3 separate regions of the Mus musculus genome follow, and all the other regions are linked to region 1. A link is a contact called in public promoter capture Hi-C data. All regions are on one chromosome and are shown on one strand. Each heading gives the region's core, a stretch centred on a gene start, on an enhancer-like site or on the middle of the called end of the contact. The rest is flanking DNA. Distances are from core to core; before and after follow the strand shown.

Region 1 (4,760 bases), core at 813-3,312:
AATGAGGCACAATCTCTGAATGTTCTCCCTCTCTACTGAACTTAGGGAGCACTAATTATCTGCCTCTCACTAATTATAAGTACTACTGTGCCGCAATCCTTAGCTGAGACAGGGGTTTTGATAACTTGCCCAGGCTGGCCTTGAACTTTCAGCCCTGATGGGCATGGTGGCACATGCTTTTAAACACAAGCTGGGAAGGCAGAGGCAAGTGGATCTGACTTCAAGGTCAGCTACATAAGTAACAACTTGTCTCAAAACAAAGTGTTCTTAGCCTCCCAAGTCCTGGGATAGTAAGTGCACCATTACCCCTGCTTGCTATGCATTTAATCAATGATCACTAAACTAAACAATACAGGGGCCTTCTAACAATACAAGACTTTCACAATCCTATTGGTAATATTAGTCTCTTTGGTTTACCCCCATGGAAACAAAGAGAATTAAAGCAATTTTTTTTCTTTCTTTTGTTTTCAAAGCAGGGTTTCTTTGTGCAGTGAGTCTGTCTTGGAGCGCACTCTTTAGACCAGGATGACCTGAAACTCACGGAGGTGTCTCTATCATTCCTCTGACTTCTGAGTGCTAGGATTAAAGGCATGTGCCACCACCACATGAAAGTTAGTAGAAGCCCGGTGTGGTGGTGCAAGCCTTTAATCCCAGCACTTGGGAGGCAGAGGCAGGGGGATTTCTGAGTTCGAGGACAGCCTAGTCTACAGAGTGAGTTCCAGGATAGCCAGGGCTACACAGGAACCCCCCCCCCCAAAAAAAAGAAAGAAAGAAAGTTAGTAGAAAACTTTCCAAGCCCCTCTCTGCGGTCCCATAAATCATCCCAGCACTGAATGCCATCGGGTTTGAGAGAAGTGTTTCCTACTTGGAGGAAACCCTACCCTGGGCCGAGTTTCTAACTATCTACTCAAGCCTGTGTTATATTACAGTATTTCAATTTAGAAAACCTAGTATATGGTCTTTTGATCGAATTTCTGTGGGTTTTTTTTTTTTCTTTTTTTTCCTCCAGTTTTTGAGACTGTCTTACTGTACTGCCCAGACTGGATCTGAATTCTCCACTCCATTGGCTCTATCCTGGTAACTTCTACGATCTTGTATAAACTTACTTCCCTACAGATAAACAGATATGGGGTGTAGGAGAGAAAAAACAAAGTAGCAATGATTGTAACTGCGGGTTCGGAATAAACCTGCTGCCACAAGAGGCAAGAGATAAGTCAAGGACCGGCATTACTCTGCAGCAAAAACAACGGAAAGGAACGCGGTTATTTGGAAAAGGATACTGAGACTACTCTGAGCACGCAAGGTCTGTACTTAACACTAGAGCTTTTAAATTAATAAAAATAAGAAAGCCAGGGAAGGTTTTGAGAAGGCAGCCAGTATTAGAGCTGGATTTACAGCAGAACGCATGCAGAGAAAGAGCACCAGAGATTACAATTGAGCCTGGAGGCCTGCAGTAGGGCTGAGTGAAGGGGGAGGGGAGAGCGTTAGGGAGGATGCCCCTCACGGCCTGGCACACAGTAGGTGTTGGCTTCTTCCCTTCGGATTTTGCTGCCCCTTCGCCCACGTCCGACTTTCCTGGGCCCTGGGTCCCCAAGCATCCATTACCTTCCTGTGCGATGCGGACCGCCGCCCTCACCTGTACCGATGGCTCTCAGCCGCTTTCAAGTCCTCTGTACCGCGAAGCTCGGCGCCCCAGGGCTGTGCAGCGCGCTGCACCGTCGGCCCACGACCGGGACGCGGCCCCGGTGAGTCCGAGGGCACCTGCCGCCCCGTTCCCCTCGGTACAACAGGAACCCAGCAGCCAGCCGCACGGGTACGGGCTCCACGCCACGCCAGGAGGGGGCTCGGCCCACGTCCCGGGCGCCGCTGGGCGGGACGGGAAGCGGAAGCACGGGCCTCGGCGAGCTGCTCTAGGACCCGGAGGAGCCGCGGGCTCGGCGGCGGCGGCGGCGGCGTGGACCAGTTCTAGCCGTGCCCTGCGGCGCTAGCGGCGTGCCTCCTCGGATGGACAGCTGGCACGGCGGAGCCGGACTGCCCGCGCGGGACAACCAGGAAGGAGCCCAGGAATGGAGTGGCAGACAAAGGGAAACAGAGAGCCGGCGGGCGGGGCGGGGCGCCGAGGCGGGGGAAACAAAGCCCAGCTCGGAGTGGGGGCTGGGCCGGGGCAGGCAGGTCGAGCTGGAGCCTGCCAAGTTCTAGCCTGAGAGTCACGAGTCGGGGCACTGTCGGCGAGAGACGATGCTCGGGGACAGGACCTAGAGACTGGGTACCAGAGACAAAGAGATGTAGAAACAGATAAGAACCGTCAAGTCACCCTAATGGAATCAGGGGCCCTAAGAGGCGGAGAGCCTGGAGAGAAACGGGCGGGAGACAGAACAAAGGACGACAGGCGGAGACAAAGGTAGAAAAACAAAGAAAGGCTTTGCAAAGGCCAAGCCCAGGGAGGGACTGAAGAATAAACCCTGCCTCCATCTTGCTGGAGTCACGTTCCAAAGGATCCAGGCCCTAGAAGCATAACCCCGGCATCTTATGTTGTAGGCAGGTTTTCCTTTATAGAGGTGAGTACCCAGAGGCTTCCGTCCTGCCACTAAAGCGAGTGCTAACGGGGTTTTTATTAATTCGTTATGTTTTAGCAGTACATAATGTTATTTGTATTATATTAGATTTGTCAATAAAGCAGAAGTTAGAGATAAAGTTAAACCATGCATCGTCTGTCCCTTGAGTGCGGTCAGTTTTTGTGGGGTTTTTTGTTTTGTTTTTTCGAGACCGGGTTTCTCTGTATAGCCCTGGCTGTCCTGGAACTCACTTTGTAGACCAGGCTGGCCTCAAACTCAGAAATCCACCTGCCTCTGCCTCCCGAGTGCTGGGATTAAAGGCGTGCGCCACCACGCCCGGCTAGAGTGCGGTCAGTTTTTTTAAAAAAAATCATACAAGGCGTGGAGAACTGGGCCAGTGGCATGCCTCAGTGGGAAAAGGGGATTGTCCGCAAGCTTGACAACCTGAGTTCTCTCCAGGGAACCTGTGTGGTGGAAAGGAGAGTGCACGTTGTCCTGTGACCTCCACATGCACTGGTGCAATGTGCCCCCCAAATTTTAAAAATTCTAACTAACTTAAAAAAAAAAATTGGTTGGTCCTGTTAATCCCAAAGCAGGGAGGAGAAAGACCACTGACCCAAATTATCATGCCCAATTAAAGCAAGCTTTGTTACTCTTCTACACGAGATGCCTGCCCCTAAGATGGATTCAAAGGTCAGTATTGAACTAGGGAAAAATAAGGGTTTTATAGCTCGAGGGGGTTGGGGGGGTCCAAACTGGGGATTTGGCAGGCAAATAGGTGGAGTTACAGAGCAGAACAGTTACAAGGCGTTCATAACAACAGGTGGTTACAGTGATCTTTTGAGACAAATGTAGGCTTGCAAGATGGCTGTAACTTTTTGGAACAAGGACGTGGTTGCTGTTTTCTGGAACATTCTGTATGGTACTATTTGTAGTTGAGGTCACAGGTGGGACATGTGTTAGGAGCTGCCCACATTCCAGAACCAGGTGTGCCCTCACCTGCCTTCAGCAATCCAGCCCCAGCAGCTATATCATCACCAGCTGCCATACCCTTTATAAAGCCCATGCCATCAATGGTTCGTTCTCTCTCTCTCTCTCTCTCTCTCTCTCTCTCTCTCTCTCTCTCTCTCTCCTGCTCTGAATCAGCCTTTTGTGCCCCCCCAATAAATCTCTTAACATTTATTGCATTATTATAGGTCAATTGTGTGGTGTGTTCTCTGCAAATTCCTTGGCCCCAGCCACCAAGGTCAACTTTCGATACAAACCCGCCCTAACATGAATATCCTGGTGCCTGCTTTCCCCTTTTGGGGGTTAAAGCCACTCTGGGACCCTACCCACCAGTTCTACCTGCAACAGACCCACCTGGCCCACTGATGGCTTGATAAATGCTCCCCCTTGGTTGGTGTAAATGCTTCACCAGATCTCTGGTGTTCTTGGAGGCAGAAGTTCCCACCGGGCTTTGGACCCTATCCCTTTGGGTTAGGCTTTATTTCTGAGCTCTGTTTCTGCCTTTTGGGTTCCCTCAAAGGCCCTGGTACCAGTCTCCTCAGGGTTTTAACCCTTGTCCCACATTCAGCTGTGCCTTCCAGTTCAGCCTTCCCTGGATCCTGGTGACACTGATCTTCAGGCCTAGGACCTCTTCCTCTTCCTCACCCATGGGAATAGCTTTTTGTACCTCCTGGCTCCCTTTGGGATGCTTCTTGCAGAACACCCGACCCCTCTTTACCTGGCATCTGAACTGAAGGACTCCAAACGTATTGGCTTTTGCAATCAAATTTGGCCTCAGTATCCCTTAGTCAGTCCAAATGTGGCCAACTAGTGGCATCCTAGATCTTAGTCTACACTGCCAGCAATCGAGGGGAGTGGAAAAGAGATTCTCTCCCTATTTCTCTGTTCTCTGCTCCAAGCTCAGTTCGTTTTTGTCTAGTTTTCCCAACACTGTGTAAATGTCCCGTCTCTAAATTACAGTTGTTGGGTCTGTAGTCTGACTCTTCAGCTGTTGCTTCCCTCCCTGCTGTGCCCACCTTGTGGGCTCCGCTCTCTGGCTCCCACAGCCTGCTATGACTCTAGCCTGCTACGCTCACATGGACATCGCCCTTTTCCATTCTGCTCAGAGCTACCTGCTCGCTCTTTATGCCTTCCTAGTCCTAGATTTTGCAGGTTTCCTTGCTTTATGTAGGAGCCTGCCTGCTTAGTCCTGCAGCG
Region 2 (4,760 bases), core at 592-3,091, 860 kb after region 1:
ACATTAAGGTAAACAAGCAACCTGAGAGGGGTGGCTGACACCTTTAATCCCAGCATTCTGGAGGCAGAGGGAGGCAGGCAGATCTCTGTAAATCCCTTCATGCTCACTGCTCCCCTCCTAACCTTCAATCCATCTGCCACGGACTCAGCTTTTCTCAAATGCCAACATGATTTAAAAAAAAAATTTTTTTTGAGATAGAGACTCATTAGATAGCCCAGATAGAGTCAGTTTTCTGGGTTCAAGTGACCCACTTGCCTCCTGAGCATGTGGGATGCCTGGTGCGTGTGTCCAGACACTAGGTTTTCATTTGAATTGAGTAATGCAGTAGGCAACCTATTATGTCACGTTTCTTTCATCTCACAGTGTTTTACGTTTTTAATCTTTTATTACGTTTTTATTTTGTGTGCATGTCATGGCACATGTGTGAGGTAGAGGACAGCTTGTGGCAGGCAATCCTCTTCTGCCATTTGGATAGGGACAGAACTCAGATTGTCAGTATTGGTACCAAGTATTTTATCCTCTGAGCCACCTTGCTGGCCCTTACCTATTTTCGAACTCTCAATCTCTCTCTCTCTCTAACTTTCTCTTTCTCTCTCTCTTTCTTTCTCTGTCTCTGTATCTCATCATTATCTAGTCCAGGCTGACTTAAGACTCAATACAGTCCAGTCTTCAAATCCTCAAACTTTTATCTGCCTCTTCCTCTGCTGTGCTGAGAGGGATATTAAAAAAAAAAGATTTATTTTCTGTATATGGATACACTGTCGCTCTCTTCAGATACACTAGAGTAGGGCATTGGATCCAATGGTTGTGAGCCACTATGTGGGATTTGAACTCAGGACCTCTGAAAGAACAGTCAGTGTTCTTAACCACTGAGCCATCTCCAGCCCCAAGAGGAATCTTTAATTTTTTGTTTTGTTTTGTTTTGTTTTTTGTTTTGTCGAGACTGGGTCTTATGTACCCAAAGCCACATTAAAGTTAACTATTGCTATGTATCAAGGACCACTTTGAACTTCCAATTCTCCTCCTTCTACCTTTTGCAACGGGCTGGGTGAATGAGGTACTGGGGACTTGAGCCCAGGGTTTCAGGAATGCTTGGCAGTATTTACTATCAACTGAACTACATCCCAGTTCTGGAAGTGGGATCACAAAACAGTATTTTCATAGAATCATAGTATTTTGCATTCAGAATGTATGTATATTAAGGAAAACTAGCAACCTGAGACGGTTCGCCATGGAACACCTTTAATCCCAGCCTTCTGAAGGCAAAGGCAGGTGGATGCCTGTGAATTGGTGGCCACACTGGTCAAAAAAGGGAATTCCAGGACAGTCAGACATACAGAGAAACCTTGGAAATAAAAGAAAGAAAAATGAAAAAACAAGCCAAAAAAAAAAAAGCCTCTGCTCCGTGGGTGCTGAGATAAAAGGTTTGTTTAATTCACTGCCACACCTAGTGGGATTTTTTTTTTGTATGTTTTGTTTTCAAGACTAAAGGTATTAAAGGCATGTGCCACCAGCCAGATTGAGTTTGTTGTTGTTGGTTTATGATAAGGTTCCTCCGTGTAGCCCTGGTCACCCGGGAACTTGCTCAGTAAACCAGGCTAGCCTCGACCACAGAGATCGGCTGCCTCTGTCTCTTTAGTGCTGGGATTAGAGCCATATGCCATTTTTTGGTGCAGGGTACATTGCAGTTCATTGGTTCTGAGCCTCCGCCTGTCCTCCAGGAGAGACACCAGAGGGCGCGAGGACACTAGTCTTGGTTGGAGAAAAACTCGAGGCCATAGACAAAACATCCTCTTCCTCCTAAACTCTAGCATCTTTTCTTGGAGGCAGGGTCTCACTCAGTATGTAGCCCTGGCTGACCTGGAACTCGCTATGTAAACCAGGCTGTCCTTGAAATTGCAAAGATCTCCGTCCTTCTGCCTTCTCCTGGGACTAAAGGTATGCGCTACTACGCCCGACTCTATAGGAATCTAAATGTCCACAGTGAAAGCTCATGATTGGTAAACAAAAGGAGGCAGCTGCTCGCCGCTATTCATCCAACAATTACTGAGCAATGAAGCCATCAGCCAGTCACTGAAGAAGAAAAGAGGAAACAACTCACTAGCATCTGTAGAGATGTAATATTTCCAAATAATCCACTATCTCGTGAAATCGGATAAATGGGTATTCCATCTAGGCGATTGATTACACCAGCTTGCGAGGCCCCCTGGAGGCTACTGGTGGAAGTAGGAACGAGCGTCGGGTTACCATAGCGGAGGAGCCCTAGAAACCCTGGAGGCTTCCGTAGGCGGTGGCAGGTCACGTGTTCAATCCTTGCACCGGGTGACTTTCTCCGGTAGGGCTCCGGTGTCACATGACCTGCTCTTGGGCAACATGGCGGCAGTTGTGTTGCTGAGCTTGGACTGAGCAACAGCGAGTGTGGCGCGCTCCTTCCCGGGCTTTGGAGTGCGTCAGCGTGAGAAGAGGGACTGGGTCCTGGTCTTCCTGCTCCTGTCCCAGCGTCACCTGCACCTCCTGTGTGCTCTCCTCTGTCGGAACCAGAGGGAATGACGAAGCCCAGGGCTTTTCGCAGTGGTGCACTGTGCATCGGACCACGCTCCTAGGCGATAGTGGGCAAGTCTTCTCGCAGTCCTCTCTCCAACCTCCTTCCGTCGGAGGTAGGACCGAAGCGTGGGCGGTTGCGATTCCCCAGGGACCATGGCCGGGTCCGACACGGCGCCCTTCCTCAGCCAAGCAGATGATCCTGATGACGGGCCAGCGCCCGGCCATCCGGGGTTGCCAGGACCCATGGGGAATCCAAAGTCCGGGGAACTCGAGGTCCCAGACTGTGAGGGGCTACAGCGCATCACTGGCTTATCTCGGGGCCATTCGACCCTCATAGTGGTGGTTCTGTGCTACATTAACCTCCTGAACTACATGGACCGCTTCACCGTGGCAGGTACGCACTGATGCTCCGAAGAAGGGATATAGGCAAGGGAGAAGTTCCCCAGGATAGGGTCGCCTCTTGGCGCTCATTCTTTGTTTTTTCTTTCCAGGGGTTCTTACAGACATCGAGCAGTTCTTTAACATCGGAGATGGTAGTACTGGCCTCATCCAGACTGGTGAGTGAGGCTACTGCCCACACAACCCCTCGTTCTTAATTGCCTCAAGTAGGCCTACATACATGCAGGTTTGCCTAGTGAAGCTTTAGTGGCCAGGGCTCTTGGAGGCAATGGCCGTGGCTGCTCTTGGGCTGTCCACTTGAGCTGGGACATCGCACAGAGGGAGCCAGCTAGTTATTATGAGTCGGTAGGCAACACACTCATCCACTTTAAGCCTCATTTTTCTGGTCTGTAGAATGAAGCTAGTAATAAAATGGGCTAGTTCTTTAGACTGGTGTGAGGACTAGGTCATGCCTTGTGTGTGGCACATAGTGGGCACCAGGATACAATGGCAGGAGTGCTTGGCACTGCTGTGGGGGGAAAGTCTCCATTTCTGAGAGCCTATTATGTGCTAGGTCCTAGTAGTGCGCCCTAGAAGTGGTAGGGGCCCTACAAGGACGTTGGCCAGGTATTCTTGCCTATAGTTCTGTCAGCTGAGGAGTAGCATTCATTGCCTTTCCTATTTGTACTGGGAGAGCTACCTGTATTTTTATCAGAAGAGCTAAGATTTGCCCAGGGTCACATAAGCAAAGAGGTGAATGAGAATTTGAAACAAGGTTTTCAAGTATTTGTTTTTCCTACTCCAGGCCAGAGAGGAACTGGGTAGAAGCATTAAGTGTGCAGAAAAGAGAACGAGGTCAAAGGTCCACATGGTGTGGATTCAACACTCGTTCATTGGACACGTGTTTTATGCTAGGTTATGAATTAAAGGAGATGCAGACCTGGCCCACCCAGGAGCTGACACCCTGCTGTGCCTGAGGGGGTTAATTAAAATGGAATAATTTTTCAGATGGATAAGGCTTTTGTAAAAGAAGGGTAGAGCCAGGTGTGTTGGCACACTCCTTTAATCCCAGCACTTGGGAGGCAAAAGGCTGGAGGGTTGCTGTGAGCTTAGGCAGCCTTATGTACACAGTGAGACTTTCTCTCCTCCCCAACCCCAGAAGGAAAAGAAAAGAAAATGACAATCTGGTTGTGTCTGAGTTAGAATTTGAAGCAGTTGGGTTTTTGTGACGCTCGGGAGAGAAATGAAAATGTCCCAGATAGACGGGATGTGGGTGCTGAACCCTAATGTGTGTGGTCTTGGCAGTTGCCTTGAAGATGCAGAGAAGGGGGAAAGGAAGGAGGTGGGTTAGATCGGACATTGTAGAGGGTGTAAGGGGTGGATTTGGTTTCAGGCTGGGTAGAAGGGAGGGACTGATGATCCATTCTATAAAGGAAGTTTTGGAAAGTCGTGACCTTGGGCCTGGATCATCCCTCTGGCCCTGATGGGCTACAGGGCTGGGCTGGGGATGGTGCGACATCAGTGAGGAGGAGGGTGGCAAATCGCTGGTTAGGCAGTTTTGTACTTTGCTCTCTAACTAGAGGAGTGTGTGTGTGTTAGGGGGTTGCTGAGGGACCTGGACTGGGCTGTGACTCTCTGCTTCCCCCCAGTGTTCATCTCCAGTTACATGGTGTTGGCACCAGTGTTTGGCTACCTGGGTGACAGGTACAATCGAAAGTACCTCATGTGCGGGGGCATTGCCTTCTGGTCCCTGGTGACACTGGGATCATCCTTCATCCCCAGAGAGGTGAGGCCCTGAACTCCCTCCCCACTTCCCATCAGTATTTGCTGTTGTTCTC
Region 3 (4,760 bases), core at 1,180-3,679, 650 kb after region 1:
ATAGCCAGACACCTTCTCTGCTGAGCCCACCAAGCCAACTTCCTGTCCACTTTGCTTCTCTGTAGTCTCCTCCAGCTCCGTGCCTCTCCCAGCCTCCCCTCTGCCCTCGGAACACCAGGCTTTCCCAAGCTCTGTTTCTGGAGCCAACCCAGCTTCCCATTTTGGCCCTTCCTCGGTATCCACGGCCCTGATACCCACAATAATCTCCTCAGCCAAATAACTGGTCTCTGTGTCCTCACTGTCTTGCAGGCTCAGAGTCACCTCCTCCAGCCTCCTCTTCCTGCAAGTTCCATCTGCCTCCCAAGGCACTACAGCCTCCTCCTCAGCAGCCTCGTTTTCTGTGGGCTTGGATTCCTCCACTGACTCTTCTGTCCCCGCCTCTGCTCCTTGGCTTCCCTCCAGCTCCGGGTTAAGTGCTACGGAGGTCAGTGCCTCCTCTCCTCCTGACCCGAAGACCTCTGGCTGTTGGGCCTCCTGGCCTCCTTCAGCCCGGATCTCCACTGCCTGCTCGGTTGCAGTCTGTTCCTTGCCTGCTTCAGCATCTGCTTTTACCTCCTGGCTATTTCTGCGGTCCACACCCCTACTCCAGTTTCCCCAGGCTTCTAGCTCAGGGCCTGCAAACCCCACAGGCCCAGGATATTCCTTCAAGCTTAGCACCCGCTCTGGGCTCAGGTCTGGAGCTCCACTAGTCTCTTCCTGACCCTTCTGTCCTTCCTCAAGTTGTTTAGTTAAAGCCTGGGAATGTCTCACCAGCTCAGGGTCCTGTCCTTCAGTGACCTTTACTCTCAATACCTCTGGTGTCATCTGGGCGGCTTCACTCCTCTCTCCCACAAACAACTCCTCAGTGCTGACTTCTGGAGAGTCTTCCCAGTCAGGTTCATCTTTAGCCTCCGTGTCTAGGACTAGCGTAGGCTCTGTGGCCCAGGAGTTCCTTTTCTCCCTGGAGGATTCTTCTGCCCGTACCTCTTCTTCTAGACTCACTCCATTATCCCTGATGGCTAAGTCTTGCCTCTCCTCATCCTCAAAGCTGCCCTCTGTTTCCTGTTCTCCCATAGCCTCCTCTTCAGCTATGTGGCCTTCAGTCATCTCTCCAGTTCTCTCAGCCTCCAGGGTCTGGATCGGAAACCTAACTTCAGCCTCTCTCTTCTCGTCGACCTCATCCTGCTGGTCTCCCTTGTCAGCCTCTTCTAGGACCCAGACTCTCCCAGTAGTTCCTGGGAAGTTGTCTCCTGGGTCTGACCCGTATTCTGTTCCCTGAACTCCTAGGCTATCAGCCCCCTCCCTGTCTGAGACTGTCCAGGCCTCTCTACTCAACATGGCCTGGTCCTCAGACTCGGCCCCGGGGCATTGTGTCCCCTGTGCCCTTGCCCTTTCACCATCCCTCATTGGGACCATCCTCTCCTCTTCCTTGTCAATCCCTTTGGCACCAAACCATTCGATTTCTGCAACCATGTCTTTGGCCACCCAGTCTATCTCTTTGCTGTCCTCTGTCACATGCTGCCCCTCAGTGCCAGCATTCCCCCCAGGCTCGCTGTGCCAGGTTGGCTGTGACTCCACCCCCTCGGCCATCCCTGACTCTGCTGCTCTGACCACCTCCTCCTCTTCTTCCTTCTGTTCACAGGTTCTCAGAGGCTCCCCACTGCTTGCTTCCTCTTCACCGTGCTCCCAGATCTCCTGGGCTGTATTACTGCTCCTGTCTCTGTGAGTCCCAGGCTCTGCCTCAGGCTTCAGTGGGACACTTGGCTCCTGGCCCCTGGCATCCTCAGCTGCCTTCCAGGACCCAGTGTCCTGCCTTTCTGCTTGGGGCCTTGCAGAGCTATCTGCTCTCCACCCCCAGGTCTGTTCACCAGCTAAACTTCCTTCTTGGCATCTTCTAGTCTCTTCGGGTGCTTCTACCCCCTCACTCTGGCCACTTCTAAGTCCCTCCAGTACCTCCTGGGCTTCCTCTCCTACAACCTTCCCCTCAGTCACCTCTCCCAGTTCCTCAGCTGCCTGTGTCTGCCTCTCTACTGTGGGGACTGTGTCTCCTACGAGGTAGGACACAAACGCACTGAAGGAGTCCTAGAAGAGAAGAAAGAAGAGTGAAGGCACTCAGGGGAGGTCTAACCACTTCCCCAGGAGTACACTGTTAACAAAGCCCAGGTAAGAATCAGGGATCTGGACGTCTGCTAAGGGACCCCGACAAGGCCTAGCTTGAATAAGTGGGTACACTTGTAGAGGCAGGAGATTGAAACCCAGGAAGGACTGGGCTAGGAGTCTGGCTGACTGTAGGAAAGGGAGCTCAGGCTTCAGGAGAGGCTGTAAGGGAGAGGAAAGGTGAGACTACGAGGAATGGTGGAAGTTTCGGGTATCTCTCTGCCCCTCTCACCAGTGCTCCCCTCAAAGCCTGATGTAGCCCAGGGAGACGAAGCCGGAGAAAATCCATCCTGCAGGTCTCTGTGTGTCCAGAAAGCTCACAATGACCATCCGTCCCCACCCACGAAGTCCTCCCCAGCACCCAAGACACTTCCTCTTCCCCTGACTCTCCCTGACAAATCTCCACCCCAGGCCCTGTGCACCTCCCCCCTGCTCATGGATGACTTCATGACAGGCAGGGGGATGGCTTAACAGTGTCCAGGTGACTCAGACTCGGGTGCACATCTGGAACTAAAGGGCAGAGGATCGGGCCAGAAAGGGGAAAGGGAAAAAAAAAGTGGAAACAGGAGACCTCAGAATTGGGTATGGGGGAGGGGGCATTCGGCAAGTGCAGCCTGAGTGACTCAGGTCTTGTATTCGCACCTCAGCCATTTCCGCCTCCTCCAAGCCACAGCCTTCAGTGAGAGGAAGCTAGGGTTTGTGGTTCCTGATTTATTTGGGGGAGAAGCTGTAGAAGTGAGGATAAGGCCACTGGAAGTTCTGGGTTCCCATTTTCAACGCCATTAAGATTTTTCTGGGGATGAAAGGTCTGGATTGGTGCTCAATGCCCACACCCTCACCTATGGTTATTCTTGTACTGTGGTCATGTGTCCTCACAGCTTACTGTGAGTTCCTTAAGGACAGAGGCTGCAGAATTTCTAGAGACTCGTTTGGGTAGGAGGATCCTTTTTCTCACTGTTTGAGTGATCTAGGAAGAACACCACAGGAGGGCATATTTCAAACGGCAAATCTTAATGACAGGTGGTTGAAAAGACCCGGGAGAAGTGGGCAGAGGCTGCTGGAATCCATAGCAGAGGAATAGGCTTGATGAAGAATGGTCAAGATGCTGCCCTGCCATCGAGTGGAAGGTAAGGGAAGGACTCCTTATTTGGAACTGTGAGGTGACACATTCCAACTATCCTCTCAGCCTCATTCTCCTAACTTCCAATTAGGACAAACGGCTGACATCACAGACCAGGAAAAACACCCATAGCAGCTTTCTCAGTGAACTTAGCACCTTTGCTCTATTTCTTACTGCTGAGTCTCTGAAGTCAGCTAAAAGTCTAGCCTCTGTTGCACAGTGGGGCGGAGGGACCTTGGTTTTCTCTTGTAAAACCAGGGGTTGGACAACTTTCGTGGTATTTGTTGTTCTAGGATAGTAAGGCAAAGGGGATTTAACCGTAACATCGTGAATATTGCCACAGATAATTCATAGAATGCTGTTTTGTGGGTGTTTATTTTTAATCGATCTACTCTCAGCTACTTCCCAGATGCTTATTATAGGTCTTTACAATAGGTCTGTAAGGACAACAGATAACACTTGAGGCTGGTCGCCTTTGCGCTCAAGCAGAACTTGTCCTTGGGACGTTGGGTGGGGTAGTGGGACATCCGCAGCAAAGTAGCCATAATTGTTTCAGGCAAGTAAGAGCTGCAGGAAAGAAGCTGAAGCCTTCCGCGCCATGACTAGTACTGGCAGATTTGGTCGGCGTCTAGAGCGCCGCTTTTCATGGCTCTACTTGTGGCTCCCTTCGACTCCAATTCAAAATCAGTGCTTCCAGCGTTCTCTCGAACTCTCCTTCTTTTATTCTCCGAAGTTTGAGAAGTCCAAAGGCGAAAAAGAGAAAAAAGGACCCGGAAGTAAGAAGCAACCCTCAAGCACGTGATGGAAGGCTCACGGGTACTGTCACGTGACCCCCAACCTGCTCGTCTACCTTGCGGAGAGTTCAGCTGCTCTTAAAGGTACAGGCCTGGGGGCGGGGGCTTTGCTTTAGAGGGGCAGGGGGCGGGGTCAGGCGGGTGGGGCGTGGGTGAACACGAGCTGGAGATCTGGGGATCCTTCGACGGACATGTCGTGTATAGCAGACAGCGGAACCTGGGACTGACCGCGGGGCATTGATCCTTCGCACCCACCTGTCCCAGACTTTAATCTGTTTTCTTGAAGCTAGCTCGGAACACACGCTGACTTTGGGCCCTTTGGGGGACCCGAACTCAATGTTATGGGAAGTTCTGCGGGCTCGTGGAGGCGCCTTGAGGATTCTGAGAGTGAGTGCTCTCATCGGTTGCCTTGGGAATGACCACCTCTGCCCGCGGCTCTCCCGAGGAGTTGGGATGCTGGCCCTGCCCCCTCAACACCATGCGGGATAGGCGGGGCCTTCGTGTACCCGAGTGAGTGGGGGGTCATGCTTTCTCTACCTCCCAGGGGAGGAGACCGACTCAGAGCCCCAGGCCCCTCGGTTGGATAGTCGGAGTGTCCTTTGGAAGAATGCAGTGGGTTTCTGGTAAGTGGTCTGAGAGTTGTGCAAAAGTAAAATGCCAGCTGGGCGTGGTGGCACACGCCTTTAATCCCAGCATTTGGGAGGCAGAGG

What was found. Promoter capture Hi-C pulls out the DNA fragments that hold promoters and counts their contacts. Capture Hi-C pulls out chosen DNA fragments and counts their contacts.
Region 2: a promoter capture Hi-C map of pre-B cells shows a contact between it and region 1, with 2.9 times the contacts expected there. The contact joins the promoter of Spns1 here to the promoter of Zfp553 in region 1. A contact is called at or near these places in 2 of 39 promoter capture datasets (cranial neural crest and pre-B cells).
Region 3: a promoter capture Hi-C map of pancreatic islet shows a contact between it and region 1, with 61 times the contacts expected there. The contact joins the promoter of Apobr here to the promoter of Zfp553 in region 1. A contact is called at or near these places in 4 of 39 promoter capture datasets (cranial neural crest, hippocampal neurons, liver and 1 more), 1 of 115 datasets of contacts at active chromatin or transcription factors (neural tube) and 3 of 9 other capture datasets (adipose tissue, liver and pancreatic islet).

Annotation. Positions count from the first base shown.
Region 1 is chr7:127,230,363-127,235,122 of GRCm38.p6, reverse strand. Zfp553 (zinc finger protein 553) reads right to left here and starts at 2,062. Exons shown (of 2, transcript NM_146201.2): 1 at 1,637-2,062. Gm4532 (predicted gene 4532) reads left to right here and starts at 1,993. Exons shown (of 1, transcript NR_030674.1): 1 at 1,993-2,705. It also overlaps a transcript of Septin1 not described here.
Region 2 is chr7:126,375,015-126,379,774 of GRCm38.p6, reverse strand. It overlaps Spns1 (spinster homolog 1), which reads left to right and starts at 1,841. Exons shown (of 12, transcript NM_023712.3): 1 at 1,841-2,938; 2 at 3,036-3,101; 3 at 4,572-4,708. The coding sequence starts at 2,698.
Region 3 is chr7:126,582,677-126,587,436 of GRCm38.p6, reverse strand. It overlaps Apobr (apolipoprotein B receptor), which reads right to left and starts at 2,429. Exons shown (of 4, transcript NM_138310.1): 1 at 2,369-2,429; 2 at 1-2,061. The coding sequence starts at 2,425. It overlaps Cln3 (ceroid lipofuscinosis, neuronal 3, juvenile (Batten, Spielmeyer-Vogt disease)), which reads left to right and starts at 1,620. Exons shown (of 18, transcript NM_001146311.2): 1 at 1,620-2,142; 2 at 3,157-3,263; 3 at 3,990-4,134; 4 at 4,341-4,437; 5 at 4,595-4,673. The coding sequence starts at 4,392.